Linked DNA regions of Gossypium hirsutum: regions 2 and 3 are each linked to region 1. The links are chromatin contacts, called in public Hi-C maps. All regions are on one chromosome and are shown on one strand. The core of a region is the stretch at or near the end of the contact, and the rest is flanking DNA. Distances in the headings are between cores, read along the strand shown.

Region 1 (2,835 bases), core at 127-2,626:
GTTATGACAACCGGATATTCTGAGGCTACAAAAGCATACTCTTTAATAGACCTCAAACACTTGATGAGTTCCACCGGAGTAGTCAATGTCCTACATGAAGGAAACATTTGTTATTCTCTCGGAAGCGGGGGACAGACATGGACTGCTCCTTCGAAACATACCAAAATATTGCAATGTAAGTATGACAAGTTGCGTAAAATTATCAAGGATAGATCCATTCAAGTAACTCTTTGCAGTTGAAGAACATACCCTCCATGAAGAACATCGACATCATCTTTCGTCGAATTCGGCCATATATCCAATTCTATCACCCGCACACCTCTCTTAAGAGCATTTATGATGGGGACATCACTGCACTCACTACTGAGTTGGTTCCCAGTAAGGTAAGAATTGTGACCAGTATATATGAAATAATGTGACAAAGGAGCACTCATATCATGGTGAACCTGAAATAAAACAAATGAACATGATAGCACAAAAAGAAGAAAACTAAAACAATTTGCTTTAGCAATCAAACAAGAAAGTGAGTTGGCCCCAACTTTTCGCACGGATCGGTATCATCACAGGACCTTCTTCAAAGCTACTAATCCAGTCACTAGACATTACAGCTTGCTGAGCTGAAAATAGGTATTAGTTTCATTTAAATCCCATAGAACCCAACACCAAAGTTTCCAACTAGAAACAATAAGGGTAAGCAAATTATCCTTTTTTAGTAAAGGTGAAAACTCAAAGAGGGAACAAACTTCAAATCACGTATAAAAATGTTCCACTTTGCTCCCAAAATTTTCACAGCATCCAAACAAAAACACAAATCAACTAATTTGGACGGAAGCATTCAAAGCCCAATTAATAAACCTAAAAAGGACAAAGGGCAATCCAAAGAGAGAGAGAAATATGATTACCCCAAGAGAAGCAAGAGGAGGATTAATATCACCAAAGAGGTACTTAAAAAAAGCTTCGAGGTTTACACCCTTTCTATGAAAATGTTTAACACTATCAATAATCTTCTGAGCATCTTCTCTGGTAGCCTTATCTTCTTTCTGAACCTCGACCAAGAACCTCTGCAGCCCATCAATGGTCATTATCCCATTCTCGGAGTATTGTTCGAACAGTTTCTTGATATCCTCTGGTGCCTCTGAAACTGCCAGCCTAAACCTCCTCTGGAAGCAGAAACAAACCCTGTAAGTTTGTTTGGACATTTGTTTTTTCTTACAATTCCCAAATATACAACTGGGAACCAGCAAATCTAGACTGTCTGATTTTGTTTAGTTTTTTAAGTGCAGGTTTCTTGCTGTTTCAACTTCTTGAAGACGATGATGAGTTTCATTTCCAGTAAAGATGGTTTACGACACTTCAGGGGATGTGATGGGATGGGACCAATATGTGAAAGCGGGTCGCACTCACATAGTTAAACATGTGGACCCCGAGCTGCCTGTATTTTATTGCATGAGCATAGTTTTTTACGTCTGAAAGGATCATTTTATCTCTAGGGGAAATTGCACATAAGATAATTAAATTATTAATAAAATTATATTTTGGTTAATTTTAAAAATTATAACATAGTTAATAATTTATTTGAAAATTTTTATTTAAATCAGTAAATTATTTAAAATTTTTTATTTGAGTTATTGAGTTGATATATATATATATATTAAATTTGACTAATGAGCTCCAAATGATAATTCGATAAATGATAAGATAGATCAATATCCAATGACAAGTAAAAAAATATTTCTTAGATCCAAGTCGATCTCATAGTTACTGTTGGAGATTAAAGAATAAAGTTGTTAAGATTTTGATTCGTAAATTTATAAGGTTTAAAGATGTTTCAAAAAAAAATTGAATTGTAAAAAAGAGGGAGAATAAGAGCTTTCAATTAGTATAAACAGTATGAATAAAAAAGTCATACAACAACGATTTTAACAACTGAATAATTTAAATAAAAAATTTTAAATAATTTAAGGATCATTTTATAACTTTTTCTAAATTAAATGAACAAAATTTAATTTATTTTACTATGGTGGGACTGCCAAAAGTCAAATGTGAAAAGTAAAGGGTTTATTCTACTCCAATCACAATGCAGGGAAAATGGTGATGTTTACAGTTATCACTCTTCTGTGTCTCTATCTTAGGCAAGTAAAGAAAGGATTTATATTAAAATCAAATTGAAAACTTTTTAATTTCAGATTTATAGAATATAATTTGTCATGTCTTTGGTCTTCTTTTTGGAGGGATATACCGTTGCTGGGAATTATTATCCTTTCGCTTTTTTATATTTCTTTTTTCATGCTTTGTGCAACATATCTTTTTTTATTATTATTGTAAATTCAAAGTTGTTAGTCAATAAATTCATATCTTATCTTTATTTAAATTTTTAACATATTTACAGGACTCATAAAATCTAACACCTACACACAAAACACGACAGATCGAAAGAAACAGCTAACAGTTGTCACATTAACTTCTTATTGTCGGTATTTTCTTTTTCAAAATCATTTAAGATCTTTTAGTCAACTTTTTCAATTTCATTACAACCAAACAATTTAGTAGAAACCCGCAATTTTGAAAGCACTCACTCTAAAGCTCTTAAAATGTATTTGAAATTTTGGAAATATATTATAATAATAATAATCAGTTCAACAATTATTTTTTCTTATCAAGTACTTGTTGTATGCAATATGAAAGTAATATATGATTAGATATAATTATGATGTTCTAAATATTCAAGTTATTAAGCAATTACACTTGGTCATATCAATACAAGGGTTATATAGATACAAGTAGAGAAATGTATGAATATCAGTTATGAACATATTTTTCACACAGTTTCAGTCG
Region 2 (3,018 bases), core at 296-2,795, 47 kb before region 1:
TCCATTTGGCCATCTTCATCTTCAACAATTAATTAAGAGATTAAAATTTTCATTAAAAAAAATCCATAAATGAGCATCCAAGTTTGTTAACTACTGATAAAAAAAATTTCTTCCACCTTCCAAAATAATGGAGACAAGTTCATTTTTAATCTATATTTATCTTCTTTTTTCACCATTAGCATTCAATAGGTTAATTCTCACCTCATAGATATTTTGCAAATCAATTATAAAAGAAAAAAGAAAAAGAAATGCATCCATTTAATGGAAGAAGGAATTATATGATAGGTGAAATTTAAAATTTAAATACACAATGGTTTTTCAACTTATGATTATTTTTGGGCTACATTTCATTTTCAATGTTTAAATACGTTTAGAATAGCATTTGTGAAAAAATAATATGGATTAAAAGCAGCAACCTCTTAAAATGAAAACTGTTAGAATTAAATGACCTGAATCATTATTTAAATAAAATATAGTGGTAAAATAAAATAAAAGTAAAATTCATATAAAACTACACTTCTTTTATTTTATTTTAGAATAAGGTTTTTTAAACTTTATTAAACTCCATCTATTTTATATTGATTAGAATAAGGTGTTTCAATATTATTATAATATGGCTTTAGAAGCTTATAAATAGACATAGTCTATTCCTCTTGTATTTCATTCGAATTCAACATAGTGAATTTTCTTTTCCTCTGCCTGTGGTTTTTTTTCCCGAAAGGGTTTCCACGTAAAATCTGTATGTTCTTTATTTTGTTTTATTTTATTTTATTTTATTTTATTTTCACAAAAACTTTTTCATTTTGACTCTTTAAAATTTTTAAAATTTTAAATTAGTAAAGAGAAAATTACACTTTACTCTCTTAAAAATAATAAAATCTTGATTTAATCCTTTAAAAATTATAAAAATATAGACTATTAAAATGTTAAAATTACATTTTTACTATAATAAAAATTATAAACTAATTTCGTTCCTCTAAAAAGAATTTCTAACTTCATCCATGATAATGAGAATTAAATAATTTAATTAGAAATTTCATACTCATGAAAAAAATTAGTTTAAATAGTAAAAGAAGGTAAATAAAGATTAAGTGATGAATTTCTCCATTGTCCTAGTGGAAACTGGTGAGATTTTTTTTTTGTTTGCACTTACAATTTTTTTGTTAGTATCTTAATTAATGGTTGAGGAAGAAGATAAAAAGGAAAAGGAAATATAAAAACAAAGGCATATTTAAAATTAGAATAATGTTTTAATCTTAACCATAGATTTTATTTTATTTTTGAATCATAATCAGATTGGGCTTTAAAATAGATCAAAAAAGTTTACAGAAAACAAGCTAAACTTAAAAGTAGGCCCAAGACAAAATTTGGCCCGTGAAAAAACCAATCCACTTTGAAAAGAAACTAAATAAATCATTAACAAGAAAAAAAAAACAGATCTACTTCTAAGAGAAAAATCTAAAGAACTCATTTAAGCCACTGCCTACTTGCCCAATCAGATATTCTGACGCCTGACTTTCCATCTCATCTGTCACTTCTATCTTTAATGGCGACGTCAGTTCCCAAGGGGGTCTTATCACAAAGACTACTGATCTGTTTTGTTTTGAGACTCTTCCCCTTTCTTCCTTCTCTTTATTTCTTCGATCTGGTTCTTTTACCCTCTCCCTTCTCATCAGACCTTCTGCATAACTTGGTAAACTTTCAATCAGATACATCTCTTCTTTCCTCTTCAGCGATTCTGTTGTTAAAATATGGGCTAGACCATTCGCTGATCTTGGGATATACTCAAATCTTAACTTACGGGCTCTAGACTTCATCTCTTGAATATCGTGAATGTAAGCCCCTATTTGCGATTTATCTAGCTTTATTTCCTTGCATTTCTTTATTATCGATAGTGAATCACCTTCTATAATGGCTTCTGATCTTTGCATTTCGAGGCCAATCTGGGTAGCCCTTCGACAAGCTAGAGCTTCCGTAGCAAGAAGAGAAGCCACCCCTCTGTGGAGTTCTGAACAAGAAATGATAACGAGGCCCTTACTGTCTCTGACCACAATTCCTGACGCCGATTGGTGATTCCTCTCGTTAAAATCCCCGTCAAAATTTATTTTAACAGCCTACCCAGATGGATGAGTCCACTTAATTTCAACATTAGGAGTAATATGGGTATTTCTACCAGCCCCCTTAAGTTCTTGTAGGTAACTTGGAACATATTTTGCTATCTCCTGACCTGGTCTGTTTGTGTTTTCATGTATCCGAGCGTTTCGGTCTCCACAAATGACCCAAAGCGCACTACAGAAAATTCTACACTGATCATGAGAGAGAGTCAAACACTTAGGTAAGCCACTACTCAAACTCTAGGTTTGTCCACTGTGTAAAATTAAATACAGGCAGTGTTTCCCACACTGCCACTGACACATAGCATTTGCGAAATAGGTGATCCATTGTTTCTACTTCCACACCACATCGAGAGCATGTTGTGTTGTTTGCTAGTCTCCTAAGTTGCATGTTTACCCGAGTAGGCAGATAGTTCCAGGTAATTTTCCAAATTGTAATTTTAATCTTAGTAGGTAGATCTAGGCACCAAAGTTTTTTTTGTAAAAACCACTATAGACGTTCTGTACAGCATAAGCTCTAGGATCCCCACTTTGTAATAGTTTGTAGGCGCTCCGAACTGTATACTCTCCTGAAGGTTCTCCGGTCCAAGCCAGAAAATCACTATGAGGTTCCATCGCCAAAGGGATATGAAGGATCAGTTCAGCTACTTCTTCTGGGAAGGTATTGGCTATCAGTTCTCTATTCCAATTTCTTTCATTATTATTGATTAGCTCAGCAACTATCAACACGCAAATCACCATTAACGGTCGATAGCCTTAAACTCCTAAAATCTGGAATCCATATATCATTTCTAATTGAAATACTAGTACCAGTACCAACCTTCCAAATTAGGCCTTTCTCCATGTTAGAATTGTGTGACCCAAATTCTAAGAGATTGCTTGCAAGTCAAGTTAAACAAAAATA
Region 3 (2,837 bases), core at 67-2,566, 49 kb after region 1:
GTTTTGTGCCATTTCGAGTCCGTGAGATCTTGTATTATTCAGAATTTTCCTCGTCATGAAAGGATAAGGTTAGAAGATAATAATTTTGTATAATGGCAACAACATTTGAAATTAATACTTGAGGGTTATAGTCTTACCGGCTATGTGACTGGATCTATTCCAGTACCTCCACATTTTATCCTAGATCAAGAAAGGAAAATGTGTTTAAACCCTGATTTTATAGTGTTTCAGCAGTAGGACAAATTACTTGCTTCGTAGCTCTTGTCCATGATTAACAACTCTCTTTTATCGTGTTTTACAAGGATTCACTAGGCTAGCGATGTGTGGGAGATTGCAAATCGAATGTTTGTGGTCGCATCGAGAGCAAAAGTGTCTAAACTCAACACGAATTAAGTTTAATCAAGAAAGGATTTCACACAATCAAAGAATATGTTTCAAAAATCCATAATACTTGTGCACTGTTAGAAGCTTCTAGGCATTTAGTGTTTGAATCGAAAAAACTAGAATTCATTCTTGCGAAGCTCTCGCTGGAGTTTGATGCGACGGTCACTCTAGCCTCTTTCTCATTGAAGCCTTTCCCGTTGCGGTGACTAGTAGACATCTTATTAGAGCACAAAAGCTGACAGTAGAGGATGGTGACAGAAACCTCTATTCAAGAAAACATGCTGAGCCATGATGTTAGCTCATCATTCCTGTCCATGGATTCCACGATGAGGGGCAAACGAGTGATCTCCGATAGCCGTGAAAAGAGTGCATACGGACGAGTACAATGTTAGCTCTATGGAAGGAGTGGCCATTTAGCGCAATGATGCTACTAAAGGTTCGACCAGCGTCATGATGGACCTTCGATGTTGGTGTCTTCTCTAGAAACCTACGAATAGAACCCTGTTGATGAAACAATAAGGTTCGTTGCAGATCTAAAGGATAATGGACCATTTGAGAGTTCTTCGGTGACAATGGACCAGTGGCTTAATCATGAAAGGCGTCTGATTGCTAGCTTGACCACTGGTACGGATTTTGGCTCGCCTTTGGCTGCTGCCACACATGAACGGTATAACCCTAATGGAAAATATGGTATGCTTTCAAGACCCTAGTCTATTTGTTAACCATATGAGTTTTGGGTCTTTAAGGTTTGGATTATATGGTCACAATGGAAGTGGGCCATCGGCAATTAGGCCACAAAGTGGTAATGGATATAGACATCCACAAGGCTTTAATGGAAATAGGCAGCCAAGAAGTTTAAATGGAAATAGGCCGCATGTAGGAAATGGAGTGTGTCGCAATTGATCTACAAAACTTACAGCGAGAGTTTTCCAAGGTCCGAATCATGATGCCGGTGTGGGACCATTCGTTCAAGGCCCACTTATGTAGTCCTCATCATGATTCGGTCTTTCACAAATTCTTGATGTTACTGGGCTTGAGTTTTCAAATGGAAGTGAGACCAGTGCAAATTCATCCGGTTATGGTGTTGGATCAAAATTTGGAACTAAAGCATTTAGGTCCGAGGAGCCGTATATTCCTTCACTCGTGAAAAATAATAATATAGATTTTTGGTATTCTGACTCGGGAGTAACTCATCATGTGTCTAAAGACGCATCGGCATTAGATAAATCCACTCCGTATTCAGGTAATATTGCACTTTTAATAGCTGATGGTACGAATGCTAAAATCGAGTATGTGGGTCGTTCTACGTTAGCTACTCAAAATAAATTGCTTCATTTATTTAATGTCTTACATGTGCCAACTATTCGAAAAAATTTGCTATCCGCCTCACAATTTGCTCGAGAGAATAATGTTTTTTTTATAGTTTCACCTGTTTCACTGTGTGATTCTCAGGACGTTTTATTGCCGGGCCACACTCATGATGGGCTTTATAGGTTCTCACCGGTAATCAAAAATGCTGCTCATATGACTCCGTGCACACATAATATCATCTTAGTGTTGGATTCTTTGAGTGATGAAATATTTGAAGTTTGGCATCGTCGTCTAGGACATCCTTCAGCTTGTGTTGTTAGCTCAGTTTTAAAGACATGTAATATTGTTGCGAATAAAAATAAATTTGATCATGTATGTTTTGCTTGTCAAAAGGGAAAGTCTCACAAGTTGCCATTTTTGAGTTCAACTACAGTATATATTGTTCCATTTGAATTGGTTGTGTTAGATTTATGGGGACCAACAGTAGTTAACTGTGGTAATAGTTGGTATTATATCTCATTTGTTGATGTTTTCAGTAAGTTTACATGGATATTTCTTATTCAACTCAAATCTCAAGCTGTTGAGTGTTTTAGTCAATTTCAGAATATGGTAAAAACTCAATTTGGGAAAGACATTAAGCAATTTCGGAGCGATTATTCAAAGTTTAAACATGTAGATCTTGATCTATTTTTTGTTTGTGAGAAGGTTGGCGATTGATCTCTTATCGTCGGCAAAGTACCCTCTTGTGACCAAGTGGCGAACATCCTTACTAAACCATTATCAGTTTCATATTTTTGTAAACTTCGACAACTTTTGCGGGTCTCGAAAGTGGAGTAGATAGGTGAATATTAAAATATCATAATTAACAAAGTTTATAGTTGAAGAATTTGTTAAAATCAATTAGTAGTTTAGGGAGTTACAAACAAAATAGTAGTTGTAGAGGTTAAAACTGTTTAGTAGGTATATTGTTATAATTCAGTGGTTAACAGTAGAAGCCATGTGTATATAGGGTACGTTTGTAGGAATGAAAACAAGTTTACTTTTCCAAATTTCATGAATTGAAAGAATAGCAAATTGAGTTTACCTTCTCTGTTTTTTATATTCCAGTTTCTATTGTTGTTCTGTTTTCCTTTGATTTCTTT

What was found. A called contact is a pair of places that touch in the nucleus more often than the background predicts.
Region 2: a contact with region 1 is called in a Hi-C map of leaf, with 2.7 times the contacts expected there. The contact joins the enhancer-like site here to the promoter of LOC107960006 in region 1. A contact is called at or near these places in 13 of 34 Hi-C or Micro-C datasets (anther, fibers, hypocotyl and 2 more).
Region 3: a contact with region 1 is called in a Hi-C map of leaf, with 2.1 times the contacts expected there. The contact joins the enhancer-like site here to the promoter of LOC107960006 in region 1. A contact is called at or near these places in 19 of 34 Hi-C or Micro-C datasets (anther, callus, cotyledon and 5 more).

The regions. Positions count from the first base shown.
Region 1 is chrA05:78,968,671-78,971,505 of Gossypium_hirsutum_v2.1, reverse strand. LOC107960006 (phosphoinositide phospholipase C 2) reads right to left here and starts at 1,376. Exons shown (of 9, transcript XM_016896202.2): 1 at 903-1,376; 2 at 250-446; 3 at 1-90. The coding sequence starts at 1,199.
Region 2 is chrA05:79,015,483-79,018,500 of Gossypium_hirsutum_v2.1, reverse strand. No RefSeq gene overlaps it. Among protein-coding and RNA genes, the nearest start is that of LOC107960007, 25 kb to the right of the region's middle. Within about 2 kb of position 1,545, at least 8 of the 9 cell types and tissues checked have an H3K27ac peak or open chromatin away from gene starts, as enhancers often do. A contact at or near this core is called in fibers, hypocotyl and leaf, where this site is marked.
Region 3 is chrA05:78,920,095-78,922,931 of Gossypium_hirsutum_v2.1, reverse strand. No RefSeq gene overlaps it. Among protein-coding and RNA genes, the nearest start is that of LOC107960005, 31 kb to the right of the region's middle. Within about 2 kb of position 1,316, at least 8 of the 9 cell types and tissues checked have an H3K27ac peak or open chromatin away from gene starts, as enhancers often do. A contact at or near this core is called in cotyledon, fibers, hypocotyl and 1 more, where this site is marked.